Linked DNA regions of Canis lupus: region 2 is linked to region 1. Evidence: chromatin contacts called from public Hi-C data. All regions are on one chromosome and are shown on one strand. The core of a region is the stretch at or near the end of the contact, and the rest is flanking DNA. Distances in the headings are between cores, read along the strand shown. Region 1 holds the start of PIP5KL1 (phosphatidylinositol 4-phosphate 5-kinase-like protein 1). Region 2 holds the start of SH2D3C (SH2 domain-containing protein 3C).

Region 1 (3,323 bases), core at 410-2,909:
TTCTCATACTTCATGTCTCCCTGCTCCACTTCTGCCATGAGATGGTGGGCTCCTTGGGACTTGGTCACAAGCCTTCCCACCCCACACTTGTCCTTAGCCAGGCTCACCTCCTGAGCCCCAACATATTGCTCATGCACCAGTTATCTGCCGTTGGATGTCATAGTGGCATCTCCAATTCATCCTGTCATGATCTGAATTCCCAGACTCCTCCTCCCCTCATGCCTTGCCCCCTCCCATGACTGGCATCATCCTATGGCCCCAAACCCAGCCAGAAGCCTGGCCAATATTATTGACCTTGGCTTCCTCCTCCTAGCGCGCATCCACACAACCCCAAATCCTGTCTGTTCTCCCTCCTTCCTCCCCTCCCCCACCAGTCACCTTCCCAATGCAAATCCACTCTTCTCTGCCCTAAGTCATCAAAAGATTCCTCACCCCCTCCTACTCTGGCCCCTCCAATGTGACTATACATAACAACCATGACCTTTTTAAGAACATCTGAACATCTTCTACATATAATGCTTGCCTGGGTTCCCACCCCCTCCCTACATGATCTGAAAGAACCTGCATGTATCTTTGTTCACTTCTCACTCCAGCTACCCTTACCTTTCATTTCCTGGGATTCACTGAAGCCTTTTGCACATCCTACTCACAGTGGCTCGACACATACTTATGAAATACTGGTTTGTGCCAGGCACTGAGCCAAGAAGTGAGCCCAGCACGGTTCCTGCCCTTCTGGTGCTCCCATCCTGGTGGTGGTGGGGGAATATAATGAACAAGACAATTTCTGACAGTGTTAAGGGTGATGAAGAAAATAACACAAGGTGATGTGGTCAAGAATGAGAGGACACTTAGAGAGTCGAGCAAGGTGAAAAGAATGACAAGAAAGAATAGGGGAAAGGATTTCAAGCAGTAGGAAGGGCACCTGCAAAAGCCCCAGCTGTGAAAGAATTTTCTGCCTAAGGAGGGGTGGGGGATCCCCTTGTGGCTGGCTGTTGGGCGGGTGTAGGCAGGGTGGTTTGAGATGGGCCTGGGGCCCGTGGCGAGGGGTGTGGATTTTGTTCTAGTGCAGAGGGATGCCACTGGAGGCTTCAAGCATGAGAGTGACATCATCCGATTTATGCTTTTAAAAGATGAGGCTGGCAGCTGTGTTCCTCTCACTCACCACTGAATCCCCAGGGCCTAGCAGGGCTCCTGCCCATAGTGAGCGATCAAAATAGACTGAATGAATGCATGCGCCAGACTTCCTGTGTGACCTGGAGGTACTCACTTCTCTCTCTGGACCTGAGTTTCCTCGCCCGAGGGACAGTCTGTGGGAATTTCACGCCAGAGTGGGTGGGCGGGATTTCGATTCAGGTTCCCGCCTCCCCAAGCGGCCCCGAGACCTGAGTCCTCCGCTTCAGGAGACGGACAGGGGAGATCTTCCCTCCTGGCGACCCCGTGCCACGCGTGGCGGCCCCGCCCCAGCCGGGACAGCGGCCTGAAGGATGCTGCAGCTCCGGGGGCGGGCTCCGCAGGCGCTCGCCGGCGCCTCCCGCGCGGATTGGCTGCAGCCGTGACCGGCGCCGCCCTATTGGTCGGCCCAGAAGCCGGGGCGGGGACCGGCTCCTGCAGCGCGGCGGCGGGGACGCGGCTGGAGCCCGGGAAGCTGCTGCGGGGGCGATGGCCGCACCGAGCCCGGGGCCCCGCGAGGTAGGTTCGGCCGCAAGAGAGGACAGGAAAGGGAAGGGTTGGGGGACAGGGCCCAGGCCTCCGATACCCGTGCGGCGCGGACACACCCCCATCCAAGGCCAGGAGGGTCCAGCTCTGGGCGGGGACCAGGACACGCCCCACGCGGGGCCCGCAGGTATGGAGGGGGAAGTCTGGTGGGTGTCCCCAGAGAACTTGCTCAGTTTTCTTATCCGGGGAAAAAGCTCCTTCACTGTGCTGCTAGCGGGTCAAGCTCTTGGCCAGTGCTGGGTACATGGTGGGTGCCCACTACTAATGGGTCAGCTGCTACGAGCTCAGCTTCCAGCTGATCCTCTGCTCGGCCTGGAGGAACTTCGCATCAGGAGTGGAATAGAGGAGTCCCTGGCGTCACAGCTCCTACTATCAAGGGTTCCTGTGCATGGAGCTCAAAATGCCAAGGGGTTATTATAGTTCTCATTTCACAGATGAGAAAAGGAGATGCAGAAGGGTTAGGTGACTTACCTAGGATCATACAGATGGTGAGAGACAGGTTTGGCTGTGGAAAGCATCCTCTACCTACTGATAATAATAACCATCATTCTAGTCTGGGTGCTGACTGCATCACAACACCCAGTGAGGTGGGTACCAGCATTATCCGTGTTTTACAACTGAGGAAACTGAGGCAGGGAATGATAATAGGAGGGCTCACATGTACTGGAGGTGGGATTCAAACCCAAGTCTTTCCCCTCTGCGATGCTTCCGTGTGTTCATTGCTTCTTGTGCCTCCTGCCACCAGGTCCTGGCCCCCTCCCCAGAGGCTGGATGCAGAGCAGCCACCTCGACCTCTGGCCGCTGTGGCCTCCTCTGGCGTCTCCGAGACAAGCAGGCTCGCATTGGCCTGTTTGAGATTGGCCCGGGGCATGAGCTGCACCAGCTGACATGCATGATGCAGGCAGGGCTGTGGGCTGCCACCCAGGTCTCCATGGACCACCCAACCACAGTGAGTGGCCCATCTCCATCTGCACCTCTGAGGTGCTGAGGGCAAGACTATGCTGATGCCCTGTCCTGCTAATACTGCAGCATTGGGGATCAGAGAGGGCTATAAAAGGAGGAAATCAGGGGCTTGGTGTAGGAAGGGAGGGACATGCTGGGGTGGGGGCTGAGGCCAGGGAAGTCCAGTGTGTATTGGGGATGTGAGGAACCCCTTGACCTGGGTGTTTGTTATGACTCTAGATAAGCCTCTGCTTCTTTGGGCCTCAGCATCTCCATCTGTGTAATGGGTGAGGCAATTATACTCTTTGGTCTCTGAAACCCTCCTAGTTCTGCTAGGGTGTATGGCTGAGAAGGGACTCCACCCCCACCCTGCCAGCCTGGCCCATCTGTCCTGGAGCTCAGGCTGGGGCCAGGCTGGCTCAGCAGAAAGGGTCACCCAACTGCAAGCTCAGCAGCTGGATGGGCCAGAGTGAGCATGTGTGTTGTTTGTGTGTGTGCACACACATGTGCAGTGTGACCACATCCCACAGGCCGAGTCCTGGCACAAGGACCTAGAAGTCCAAGAAGAGTATAGGAGCTTGAGGCGGAGAGGAGAGGGATGTTTTCTAAATCTTATCACCTGCTGACAGTCTTCCATGGCTCTCCAGTACTCAGCATGGCTTCAG
Region 2 (3,595 bases), core at 967-3,466, 140 kb after region 1:
AGGGTCACACGGTGAGGCAGGAGTCCCAGAAACCCAGGTTACTGAGACTGCCTCCCAGGGGGAAGCCAGGGATATCCCCTCTGCCTTCCATGAGGAAGACCCCTGGCTACTGCCAGGCCACAGGCCCTTCTCTCTCTTCTTCTTCTTCTTTTTTGTTTTTTTAAGATTTTATTCATTTATTCATGAGACACACACAGAGAGAGAGAGAGAGAGAGACAGAGACAGAGACACAGGCAGAGGAAGAAGCAGCCTCCATGCAAGGAGCCCGATGTGGGACTCGATCCCTGGACTCCAGGATTATGCCCTGGGCTGAAGGCAGGCGCCAAACCACTGAGTCACTCAGGGATTCACCCTTCTCTCTCTTCGGACAACTGCAGGTGGGAGAGGGCTCTGGCCAGGAAGCTAGGACACCTGGGGGTGCGTCTGTCTAGCCTCTGCTCCTCTTCAGCCTCAGTTTGCTCATCTGTACAATGGGAGAGTACCAACACTTGCCTCACAGGTCTGTTGCAGGGACTGAGCAGATGATCTGTGAGGCTTTCAGCTCCACGCCTGGCTCAGGGTCAGGACTCAGTAGAAGGACTGTTTCTTCCCAAGCCCATGACCCAGAAACCCCATCCCTTCATTTGAACTTTGAACACTGGTCCCATCCAGATCTGTCTGTGAGCAAGACCCTGCTGTCTGGGTCTCATAGGGTGTGTCTCTTTTTCCCTCAGGGACTCCAGTCCCCTCTTATCCCACGAAAAAGTTTCAATCAGATGCTTCCCCTACCAAGGCCCATCATCCAGCTGCAGGGGGCAGGGGCAGCTCTGGAGCTGTGGGTGTGGAAGTTAGGCCCTCAGCAGGTCCTAATTCCAGGTAAGCTGACTTTGGGGGAGGCCCTCAGTTTCCACATCTATAAAATGGGGAGGAGAGAAACATTTATCTCCTAGGGCAGGAGGACTGAGCTCTGGCTGGAATGTACCAAGTGATCAGAAGATGTTAGTCATCATTGTTTTTTACTGAGGATGCAGGAAGGGCCCCATCTGACCTTGGACTCCCTCTTGCCAGCCTGGGGGCCAGGATAATTATGTCCAATCATGCTAGGGCCTCTGTGGGTTAACGGAGTACCTTGCATGTGTGCCCATTCTAGAGATGGGGTGACTGGGGCTTCAGAGGCAGCAGTAACTTGCTTGCAGTACACAGAGCTGGGATCTGAACAACCCCTGGCCACCTCAACACCAGCAGCAGCTGACAGCGTCCGCAGGTGTCTGGGACAACCTGTGTTGGGCAGTTTCATTTCCTCATCTCTCTCCTGCCCACTTGAGCATACATATGTGTGCGCACGTACATACACACACATGTTATAGGGTGGAAAACCACCGAGCTGTGGGCTTAGGACCTAAATGGGTCAGATGTAACCCAGTCTATGCCATCAACCTGCCATATGACCTGGGACAATCCCTCTGCCCATCTGTTCTTCGGTTTCCCCACGTCCAATGGGCGTGGGGGACCAAATTACCACCATGTCTCTGCTGGCTTAAGAGGGAATGATCATGCCATGGCAGGCACTCATTCTGTGCCAGGCTTTGCACCAAGCACTGGACCCTGTGAGGTAGGCATGGCAAATACCCCCTGCTCACAGTGAGGAACCTGAGGCTCAGAGAGGTCAGTGGCCTGGCCGGGATCACACAGGGCAAGCAGCCAGCCAAGATGACAAAGTAGACAGCCAATACTGGAACGTTGATTTGGGTGGTCCCAGGGCCACAGGCCTAACCACCACACTCTTCACTGCTGCCAGTCCTTCCCCCAGACACCGAGAGTTAGAACAAACTGCCCTGTGGGCAGGCCTGACTCCCAGCACCCTTCCAGCCGCTGGCCAGACCCCCTGACAGCCTTTGGCAGGTCTCTCCGCCCCCCGCCCCCCCCCCAGCAGGCTCCATTCCCTGGGCCTGTGGTTTGTCTCCCAGGCCCTCCAGGTCCCATGGGCTTGTGGTCTGCCCCCTGCCCCCCACACAGCCAAGGCCAAGAAGGCAGCCCACAGGGGCCCAGACTAGGGGAGGCCTTGGCCCCCGCCCCCTGTGGAGAGGATGGGGAGGGTGGAGCTGTGGGAGTTTCACTGGTTTAAAAATACACAGAGGAAGCGAGTGAGAGGGTGCGAGAAAGGGGAAGGGGAGGTGAGGGAGGAACCTCAGCATTGATGTCCGGAGCTGGCCAGGGGCTCTGCGGTACTTGCCAAGATGACAGAGGGACCCAAGAAAGCCAGCAGAAAGTTCAGTGAGTGCGGGGTGCCCTCTGCACTGTCTCTCATCCTCTGTCTATCCTTCCAGCTCGGCCTCTGTCTGCACTTGCTTCTTCATCACTGTCTCCTTTCTAATTCTTTCTCTCCATCTCTGCTCCTCTCCAGAGCTCCCTGCTTCTGGACTCCCTGTCTCCACCCCTCCGTCACTGTGGTCCAGTAGCTCTTCTCTGTCTCCGGCTGGTTTGGCTCTCTATCTCTGCTTCTTGTCTGACCCTGCCCATCTCTGTTCCTCTGTCCCTGCATTCGTCTGTGTGTCCACCTCCGGTTTCCCTGGACCCCATGGCTGAGCAAGGGGAAAGCTCCACACACTCCATGCCCTGCCTCTGGGGCTGGTTCACATGGGGGAGGGAGGAGGGTGCTCTGGTTGGAAGTTACTGGGGCTGGAGAGGGTACGGTGCACCATGGGATGCTGTCCCACGTCACTCCCCAAGAGCAGTGATGTTGGGACCCAGTGCAACTCCATGAGGGGGTCACACCCACTATCACTGCTTCCCCAGGTCAGTCCCTTCCTGGTCTCAGCAAACTTCTGCTTCCCCTGAGTCCTTCCATCTGATAGCACGGGGGGTGAGGGGGGGAGCATATAGGGCCAGGATTATGACTGTATCCCACAGATGAAAATATTGGGGCTCAGAGACTTGCCTGAGATCATATGGGGCTTCCCGGCAGGTCAATCCCATGTCCCTGGACTCGGCCTCGGTTTCCCTCCCTGTCCTGCTCTACTATTTCCTCCAGATACCCCCAACCCCAACTCCGGTGGTCAGGAGACCACAGTTCTTGGTCCCCCTCCTGGCAATTGGCACATTTCTGGCCCATGACATAGCTAAGCGCAGAGCATCAGAATTTTCCAACAGTTTGTCTGAAGGCAGAGGCTGAGACCAAGTAGGGGGTGGGCTGGGAAGGAAAGCCCTAGAACACTGACCCCAGCAGTCCAGAGCCTTGAGCCCTCATCCAGGCTCAGCCCTGCTGTGTGATCCTGGGTGAGTCCCTTCCCTCTCTGGGCCTCAGCCTGCTCTCTCACCAATGAGGGCATCCTCCTATATAGTCCAACGTGGTGGTGAGGACCCGAGGAGGCAGAGTGGGCCCAGGAAGTGAAAATGCCAGGATTTTCCCTTTTCACTCATCTGGAGGCCAGGGGGTTGTCGACGCGGTGGCTTTGGGGGGGGGCACTCCCACGGCTGGGGGCGGGGCGGGGGCGGAGGGAACTCACGCTCCCCTGCGGAAATGAGGGAGATGGTATCACCCGAGCCCTGCCGCCCTAGTCGGGACGGGAGCTCAGCTGACAGGAAGGACAGAACCACAGAGTGGGCCCCTCGGGTT

What was found. A called contact is a pair of places that touch in the nucleus more often than the background predicts.
Region 2: a contact with region 1 is called in a Hi-C map of blood, with 2.9 times the contacts expected there. The contact joins the promoter of SH2D3C here to the promoter of PIP5KL1 in region 1. A contact is called at or near these places in 2 of 9 Hi-C or Micro-C datasets (both in blood).

What each region holds. Positions count from the first base shown.
Region 1 is chr9:55,577,291-55,580,613 of UU_Cfam_GSD_1.0, forward strand. It overlaps PIP5KL1 (phosphatidylinositol 4-phosphate 5-kinase-like protein 1), which reads left to right and starts at 1,660. Exons shown (of 11, transcript XR_005364954.1): 1 at 1,660-1,689; 2 at 2,462-2,665.
Region 2 is chr9:55,712,092-55,715,686 of UU_Cfam_GSD_1.0, forward strand. SH2D3C (SH2 domain-containing protein 3C) reads left to right here and starts at 2,217. Exons shown (of 12, transcript XM_038549278.1): 1 at 2,217-2,253. The coding sequence starts at 2,217.